Regions from separate parts of the Zea mays genome. Here all the other regions are linked to region 1. The links are chromatin contacts, called in public Hi-C maps. All regions are on one chromosome and are shown on one strand. The core of a region is the stretch at or near the end of the contact, and the rest is flanking DNA. Distances in the headings are between cores, read along the strand shown.

The links. Hi-C and Micro-C count contacts between places; a contact is called where the count stands out from the background.
Region 2: a Hi-C map of ear shows a contact between it and region 1, with 2.7 times the contacts expected there. The contact joins the promoter of LOC100285078 here to the promoter of LOC100276647 in region 1. A contact is called at or near these places in 2 of 25 Hi-C or Micro-C datasets (ear and tassel).
Region 3: a contact with region 1 is called in a Hi-C map of bundle sheath, with 1.7 times the contacts expected there. The contact joins the promoter of LOC103646038 here to the promoter of LOC100276647 in region 1. A contact is called at or near these places in 2 of 25 Hi-C or Micro-C datasets (bundle sheath and endosperm).

The regions. Positions count from the first base shown.
Region 1 is chr2:15,768,631-15,771,149 of Zm-B73-REFERENCE-NAM-5.0, reverse strand. LOC100276647 reads right to left here and starts at 1,256. Exons shown (of 3, transcript NM_001150384.2): 1 at 937-1,256; 2 at 718-764; 3 at 88-430. The coding sequence starts at 1,162. The coding sequence ends at 404.
Region 2 is chr2:15,552,545-15,555,063 of Zm-B73-REFERENCE-NAM-5.0, reverse strand. It overlaps LOC100285078, which reads right to left and starts at 1,259. Exons shown (of 2, transcript NM_001157973.1): 1 at 995-1,259; 2 at 458-898. The coding sequence starts at 1,061. The coding sequence ends at 642.
Region 3 is chr2:15,972,484-15,975,002 of Zm-B73-REFERENCE-NAM-5.0, reverse strand. It overlaps LOC103646038 (scarecrow-like protein 8), which reads right to left and starts at 1,263. Exons shown (of 1, transcript XM_008670776.4): 1 at 1-1,263. The coding sequence starts at 851.

The sequences.
Region 1 (2,519 bases), core at 7-2,506:
ACCGGTTTACGGAAACGAACCAAAACGGCCGAAAATTAACCGAAAACGAACGGAAATTACCTCAACGGAAAAATTAACCGGAAAATAAGTCCACATCACCACATGATTACATGACCAGTTGACCACATAGCCATTGAACAACATGAAAATAAGTCCACAATAGTACATGAGCACATAACACAATTCCAAATCCAAGTATCCAACAAGTAAACTTACACTCACTCTGCCCACATAAATTCAGTCCATACACAATAACAATTAATAGAGTAATAGACTTATAGTCACACTCACACACCGACACACACATATGGACACAATATAAGGTCTTCATTCTTCAATGTCTTCATGACATCAAACACACATTTGTAAGATTTCTTCACAGCTCGCCATCTTCATTCATGAATTAGGAATCACTATCCCGGTCATGTTCCTACATTTTAGAATACATATGTATAAGTATTTGCAAATGATAGGTAGCAGCCTCGCAGGAAGCATCAAGTAGCAAGCAACCTGCAACAAGAAATGTATGTATGGGGCTGCAGCAAGCCAGCAAGCAGGAAGCAAAAGCACTAGCAGCAAGCAAGCATGTATGCTTGTGGGCTGAAAAGCATCAAGCAGCAAAGAAAGTAGGAACATGACATTGACAGTAAGGTAGCAAGCAACAATGTAGCAGCAATCAATAAGTTCTAGGCTTCTAGCAAGGTAGCAACAAATTACCTCATCATCCATCAAGTGGCTCGCATTAGGGGATAGAGGATTTGTCTCTGAGGGTTTTAGTTCAGCCACAATTGAAATAACACTTTTAGAATCTGACTGCAAGAAGCAGCAACGCCAAGCGCTAAATAGCTTGCTGCTAGTACTAGTACGTAGTACCTAGCAAGCAGGAAGCAGGAACCAAATACCTTGCTGCTAGTACTAGTACGTATTAGTAATTACCTGTAGGATGGAGACGCCTGTGCTGCTTCCTGCTTGCTGTCGTACGCCCGACCGACCGCTGATTCTTGCTTGCTGCTTCCTGCTTGCTGTGCCAGGCTGCCGGCGGAAGCACGTGCGAGTTGGCCGTCGACGAGTCGGCCGCTCGGCGGGGCTGAAGCCTGGGGATTGGAGTCGGCCGTCGGCGAGTCGGCCGCTCGGCGCCGGCGGGGCTGAAGCGGTGAAGCATGGGGTCTGGGGATTGGAGGTGTCCAGGCGTCCAGCCAGGCAGCCACCGAGGGAATGGGCTTAGGGTTAGCGTTCACGTGTGTGTGGAGAACTGGACGTGGAGTGGTGGGCTTGGCCGCTTTGGGCCCGACGAGTGAGTGGTGGTGGGCCTTAATCCTCGGGTTAAATCCGGGTTTAATCCGGAAATATCCCGATCAAATACGGGATCCCGATAATCCGAACGGAAAATAGCCTTTCCCGTTTCCGTCCCGATCCCGCTGACTCCTAACCCGTAACCCGTCCCGAACCCGCATTTTTCCGGAAATCTAGAAATGGGCGGATTGAATGTAGAAAATGGGTCGGGTCGGGACGGGATTTTTTCCGTCCATTTACAACCCTAGATAGAAGAAGAGCCGGGGTGGAAGGTTACAAGGCGAGTGCACCCGTCACTACAGTTGCAGAGGTGCCAAGGGGGTTTCCATTGGTAGTGGCGAAGATCGAATGGCCATGGCTACACACTATTGGGAAACGTGGGTGTGCGGGGAGGTAAAAAAAGTAGAGGGGAGGGGTGGTGAGCACCGACTCATGCTGCTGCCATGAACGTCTGCGACAAGTGTCATCCCCATAAGCGCACGTACAACCCTATTTAATACCTATCTTTTGAGGGGTATCTAAAGGGCTAAATGAAAAATAATACAAGAGACAAGTTCTTCACGAATAGTCTCGGTTTCTATACAAATTTTCATATATATCGTCTCTTAACTATATTTATAGTGTGACTCATTTGTAGTATATAATTTTTAAGTTGTCTCTTCTACTTGAAAAAACTATCAGGATGCTATAGATTGAACTTGCCCTAATGGAAGGGCTCGTTTGTTCTACGAATGTTCTATATCTCCACGAATCAACAGTAATGGTCGTCAACTAGCAACATAACTGAAAACAAACTAGAAGTTAAAATATATTTTTATGTCTTTTATTTATTAAAAACCAAAACTGTATGGAGATACCAAAATGTACGGCGGGACCATCCACCTCGCACTATGAACGCACGAAATTCTATGTCGCACTGTCTTTTTCTTTCCCTTTGATGACGTTACACCCACCAAAAGATACTGTAATATTGTGAATGCCTTTCTCGAGGTTTTCATGTTGTCTAAAGAAATATTTATGTAAAACCAATAAACATATAGAAATGACAACTTGAATGGCATGTGCCGCGCGGGCCAAATATTTTTTATCTTTTCAATTTCCTTTTGGTGAAATGGATGTTAATGTTTTGTGCATGTACGGTGCTGAACTTGACAGCTCTGCTTGCCGATCCCAACGCTCCAGAAAACATGATATTCCTTTCGTTAATATTTGAAAGCAAAAAGTAT
Region 2 (2,519 bases), core at 10-2,509, 220 kb after region 1:
ATCTATTAATAGACACTAATTATATGGTAAATTGCTTAATAGATACTAATTACATGTTAATATACACTAATTATATATTAATCTTAATCACGTAATTTTTTTATTTGAAATATATATAGTATGAGTGGTCTAGTTTCGTTCGCAAAAATGTCAGGAACGCGGATATGAAATCGGTTCGGTGATTAAATCTTTTAATTAGACGATATAATGAAAAAACCAATTAAAAACGTGTCTCGATATGCGTGCACGAGTAAAGAGCTGGCTGAGCGGAGCCTGGCGGCGCGCGTGCGGCCGCGCGATGCGTTTCTGCCGGGCCTGGCTCGCGGCGCTTTAAGTTCCGTGCTAGCCTGTCTCGTGCGATACAACGAACCAAACAAACACTACTTTTTGCATGTGTAGATGCAGCTGCACCACCGGAGAAGGCAACCAAACGCCCCCTAGACAAGGCAAAGCCCTACCAAAAGGCTTCGGTAACGAAGCATGTTTATTTGCTACCAAGAAGCACGGGCTACTGTTAGAACTTAAGTTCCATGTTCCAACCCCTTTTTCCGGTTCCTGAGACGTCGTCAAGACGCAGGCACACACACTGCTCACTTGTGGAGAAGCTAGAAGCCAATAAGCTTAAGCACACACGGTGAGCTTCAGAGGCGGATCAGCGGGAAAAGCTTCTTCCACGACTTCCTCCACCTGTACGCGGCGAAGGCTGCCAGGTACTGCTTGGGAGCTTCTCGGCCGGGCGTCGGCGCACGCTCGCGTGGACCCAGTTCGCCGCCATCATCATCCCAGAACCGCGCGGCTCGGCGCTTCTTCCGGACGGCAGCGAGCACGTCGTCGCGGTCGCAGATCCCCCACACGGTCACCTTCTGCTCGTGGTAGTCTGCCTGAACCGAATGTATACCTGCAATGCAGCACAAACATGTCCGAGAAGCAGGATGTTAGCCTGATTTTCACTTGACGATACACACACACAGATTAAGATCGATCGTCTAAGCACCTTTGAGATGTGACAGTGCCTTCTTGATCTTCTTCTCGCAGCCGTAGGAGTAGAGCGGCACCTTCATCTCCACATACTGCGCCTCGATCTTCCTCCCCGCGGCCAGGACAATCTGCATGTCCGCCGCCATCGGAGACGATCGACTGTGCCAAGCCAAGCTAAGCTAGCTATCGCCTGGAACGCCAACGTACTCAGAATCAGCAGAGAGCCTGCAGCCGGATGGACTGGACTGCGGCTCGAGAGATTCGTGATTCAGTGTGCGGATAGCCGCAAGAACGACGGCCCGCGGGTTAATATACACGCACCAAAAAGACAACGCCGGCCATGCTTGGATGTGGATGTGGATGTGGGATGATCCTTGCGTCGTTGCATATCCTGGACATGGATGCATGCCAGCATGTGCGCGCGGTCCTAGTTATGGCATCACCACACCCTCGCTTTTGAGGTTCCGGTGCCCGTGGCCGTGCGCGCTTTCCGCCGATGAGTGGCGGGAGGAGCGCACGAGGGCGTGTAGCTGACTCAGGGCTCAGACGCCACGGCCGCCGATTAGAAAAGAGCTGAGGCAAGCTAGCTAGTGGAGGGATTAGTGGATTACGTTAGTGAGCCAGTGGCGACCTGTCGCTGCGGAGCGTCCGGCTGACGAGGCGAGGCGTACGAGCCCATGTGAGGCGCCGTGCAAAGCTGAGCTGGTGGTTAGAGGCTGGAGCCTGGAGCTGGAGGGCAGGGGTGGAGGCGACGGCGCCGTGCCGGTAGCGGTAGGAGTACGTGGCGCGCGGCGCGGCCGCGCGGGGGCATCTTGGCTTTTGGGACCGGTGTCGAAAGGAGGCTCCAACCGAGGGCAGTGGAATAAAGCGTCGGCAACAAGTGCATGGGTTGGATTGGATTTGTTTTTTCGACCCTTTTGCATGCATGTGGACCGTCTGTTTCTTGGCAACCAGAGTTGGATCAGCTCTGCCGGCGACCGTCGGCTGGGACCTGGGACTGGGAGCACCAGACAACCATCTTGGGAACTCCGCTCGGACTAATTACAGCCGGCGCCCGGCGGCACCGAACTACGAACTACTAGCCGATGACAAACGCCGGTACACCTCAAATGGATGCGTGGGAGCTCGCCTACAAATCTGCAGATTATATAAGACGGCGTCGGATGCCGCGCAATACTACCAACTAATAATCAAGACATCACAGGTGCTCCGCAGTCACTCCGGTTCCACGTCACACACATACACTACTAGCTATGGCCGGAAGAAAGTGCAGAGCGATTCCCACGGCAATAGCGACGGCCGTCGTCGTCGTCGCCGTCCTGATGGCGGTGGCCGTCGCAGGCGTCGCGGCGAAGGACGCGTCGGGTGCCCCGAGCTCCCTCACGACGTGGAGTGCGGCCGGGTGCTCGGGGGATACGTCGATCGTCGGGTCGTGCGGGTGCACCGACCTTGCGTTCTACGCCGGGCAGGAGTTCTACTACCGGGGCGAGACGGCCACGCTCTACACCGGGACTGGCTGCACCGGCACGCCGTACCAAGTT
Region 3 (2,519 bases), core at 14-2,513, 200 kb before region 1:
GCCGCGCGCTTCAGGGCGGCCAGATGGGCGGCCGCCGCTTCGTGATGGCCATCCGCGATAGCGACCGCGGCTTCAGACAATAGCTGCCTCGACGCGGCCCCGGGGGTCGGCGGCGAGCAGGACGCGGACGAGGACGCCGTGGAGGAGTTTGACGGTGACCTCGTCATCCCGACGTTATTATTGTTGTTGTTTGGGGTCGCCGCTGCAGGGAGCCCGGGCGACGGCGCGGCCGCGATGGAGCTGAGCTGCTGTATCGTCTCCTCCCACTCGGAGTTGGTGACGGCGGAACCGGTGCCGCTCATCGCCGCAACCGGCTCGTCGTCGTCGTCGTCGTCCAGCAGCTGCTTCTCGAGCTCCTGCAAAATGAACAGCTCGCTCGAAACCGACGGCTGAGGCAGCGGCGCCGTCGACAGCCCGAAGGGCTGCGTCTGCGGTGAGGACGTCGTGAGCGGCACCTGCCGCTGCAGCTGCGGCTGCATCAGCGGCACCGCCGCCCTGGACGCGGTGGTGAGCGACGACGAGAGCGTCGACGAAGGCGACGCTAGGCCCCCTCCAAAGCTGGACCCGGGTAGAACCAGAGGCTGAGCCGGGGTGCCTCCCAGCAAGGCGGCGATATCGACCGCCGCAGCCGTGCGCTGCCTCACGGCGCGCAGGTACAGCGCCTGTTGCGCGGCCACCTGCTGCTGCTGGTGGTGCTGCCACCTCTCCAGCTCGCCGAGGCTCCTCTTGAGCACTCCTCCACCGGCTGCCGCGTCGGCCCGCTGCTGCAGCTGGAGCTGGAGCTGCATCGCCGATCCGACCCCGTAGGAGTAACCCTGGCGCGGATCGCGCCACGGCGCGCCTGGCTCCATGCAGGGCGGGGCAGGTCGGGGCAGGGAGAGCAGAAAGAGAGGAGGAGGAGGAAGGTGACGAGACGAATCTACCGAGGAGGGAGGGAGGGAGGGAGGAATGGAATGCTATGGGCTATGGCTACCTCCAAATGCTATGGCTACAACAACAGCTACGGGTCCAGCTAATGGGAGCCGGTGCCATTCAATTCAATTTGCTTCTCCGATAATAAAACCGCCACCCCTCCCCCATCTCCGCTGCTGCGGTTACGTTTATAAAAGTGAGACCGGCGTTTGGGATCCGACACCGATTCGGCGGCACTCCCGCTGACGGCGTGGGCCAGCCAGCCGGTGGCGGGGAATCGATGGTGGTGTTTATCGGGAGGCGTTGTGGCGGGGCCCCGGCTCGCTTTGGTACTATAGTAGATTTTAATGCGAGGGCGGGGGCTGCAGGGTGAATCCGTGATGGGCAGGCCGGGCAGTGTGAAGGAATGGAAACGGGCAGCGCGGGTTACCAGCTGAGACCGAGACCGGGCGCCGTCGCGTGATCGCGTCACGTCACGCAACTTCGCCCGCGATGACGCCGTCGCGCTCCTTCCCGCTGCGAGGAGGCGTCGGGACGACCTGGGGGCTGGCTGGCTCCCGGGTGGCGTGGCCTGGCGCCTTTCACCCGCCGACGCGACGCCTGCCGGTGGCCGCCGCCACTACCGGTTTTGCGGGAACCGCCCCTCAGTTTCGACGCATTTCGAGCCGATCCACGGAAACCGATCACGACACGCTAGGCCACCTGCGATTTCGTAAAACTAGGCGCTGGATTCCGCAAATGTCGCTTTTTTTGGGAACTTTGGTACACACCGGGCCACACGGTTAGTAGTCCTGGCCAGCATTAAACGACCAAGATACCCCTGACGGATTACGTGATCTGTCAGTGCGTGGAGGGATGGGGGAAGCTGGGGAGGGTAGTTTCGGCAGATCGAGAAACGTTTTAGCGGTGCGTATGCGTATGTGTAAGTAAAAGGTTTCTTGCTTGGGGGGGTGGTGCGTTGGGAATTAGTTAGGAAACCGGAATATCCACCCAACAACCACGTACCCACCTTTTCTGGTGTCTAGAACCCTGATTCTCTTTTTTTCCTTAGCCCCGAGTGTGTCCACACCACTTCATATCATATTCATATACGTGCATACAGTATGGAGTATCACACTAAAAAAACAATACTTACTCCGTGACCTATCCTGATAGAGTGGGAAAGCCATTGTGTACACTCAACGCTTGTGGGACGGAGACACCGCCGTGATCAAATTCTACGCACACCAGGCTACAATTCCATGCTTTCTTGGTTCATACTCGCTGGTGACTTGGAAATTTCCTGTTTCCCGGCCTCTCGCCGTAAGACTTGTACACACTCTTAACCCACCAACGATGAGTGGACAGAGAAAATCCCTGCACGAACAGACGACGGACCCGTGCGATACGTGTGAGCCAACGATTCCGAATGTTCCGGGCCAAATTGCTCCAAATAAAAAAAAACACCAACGATGTAACCCTCCAGTGGGAAGCCCCATGACATCTGGGTCCGGATTGCGGGTCCAGCACTACCGACACCTGTATTTCGATTTCCGTCTAATGTTCTGTAGCACCGGCGAGCAGGTCCCGGTGTGGTTAGGGGTGAAAACGGGCGGATACGGACGGAT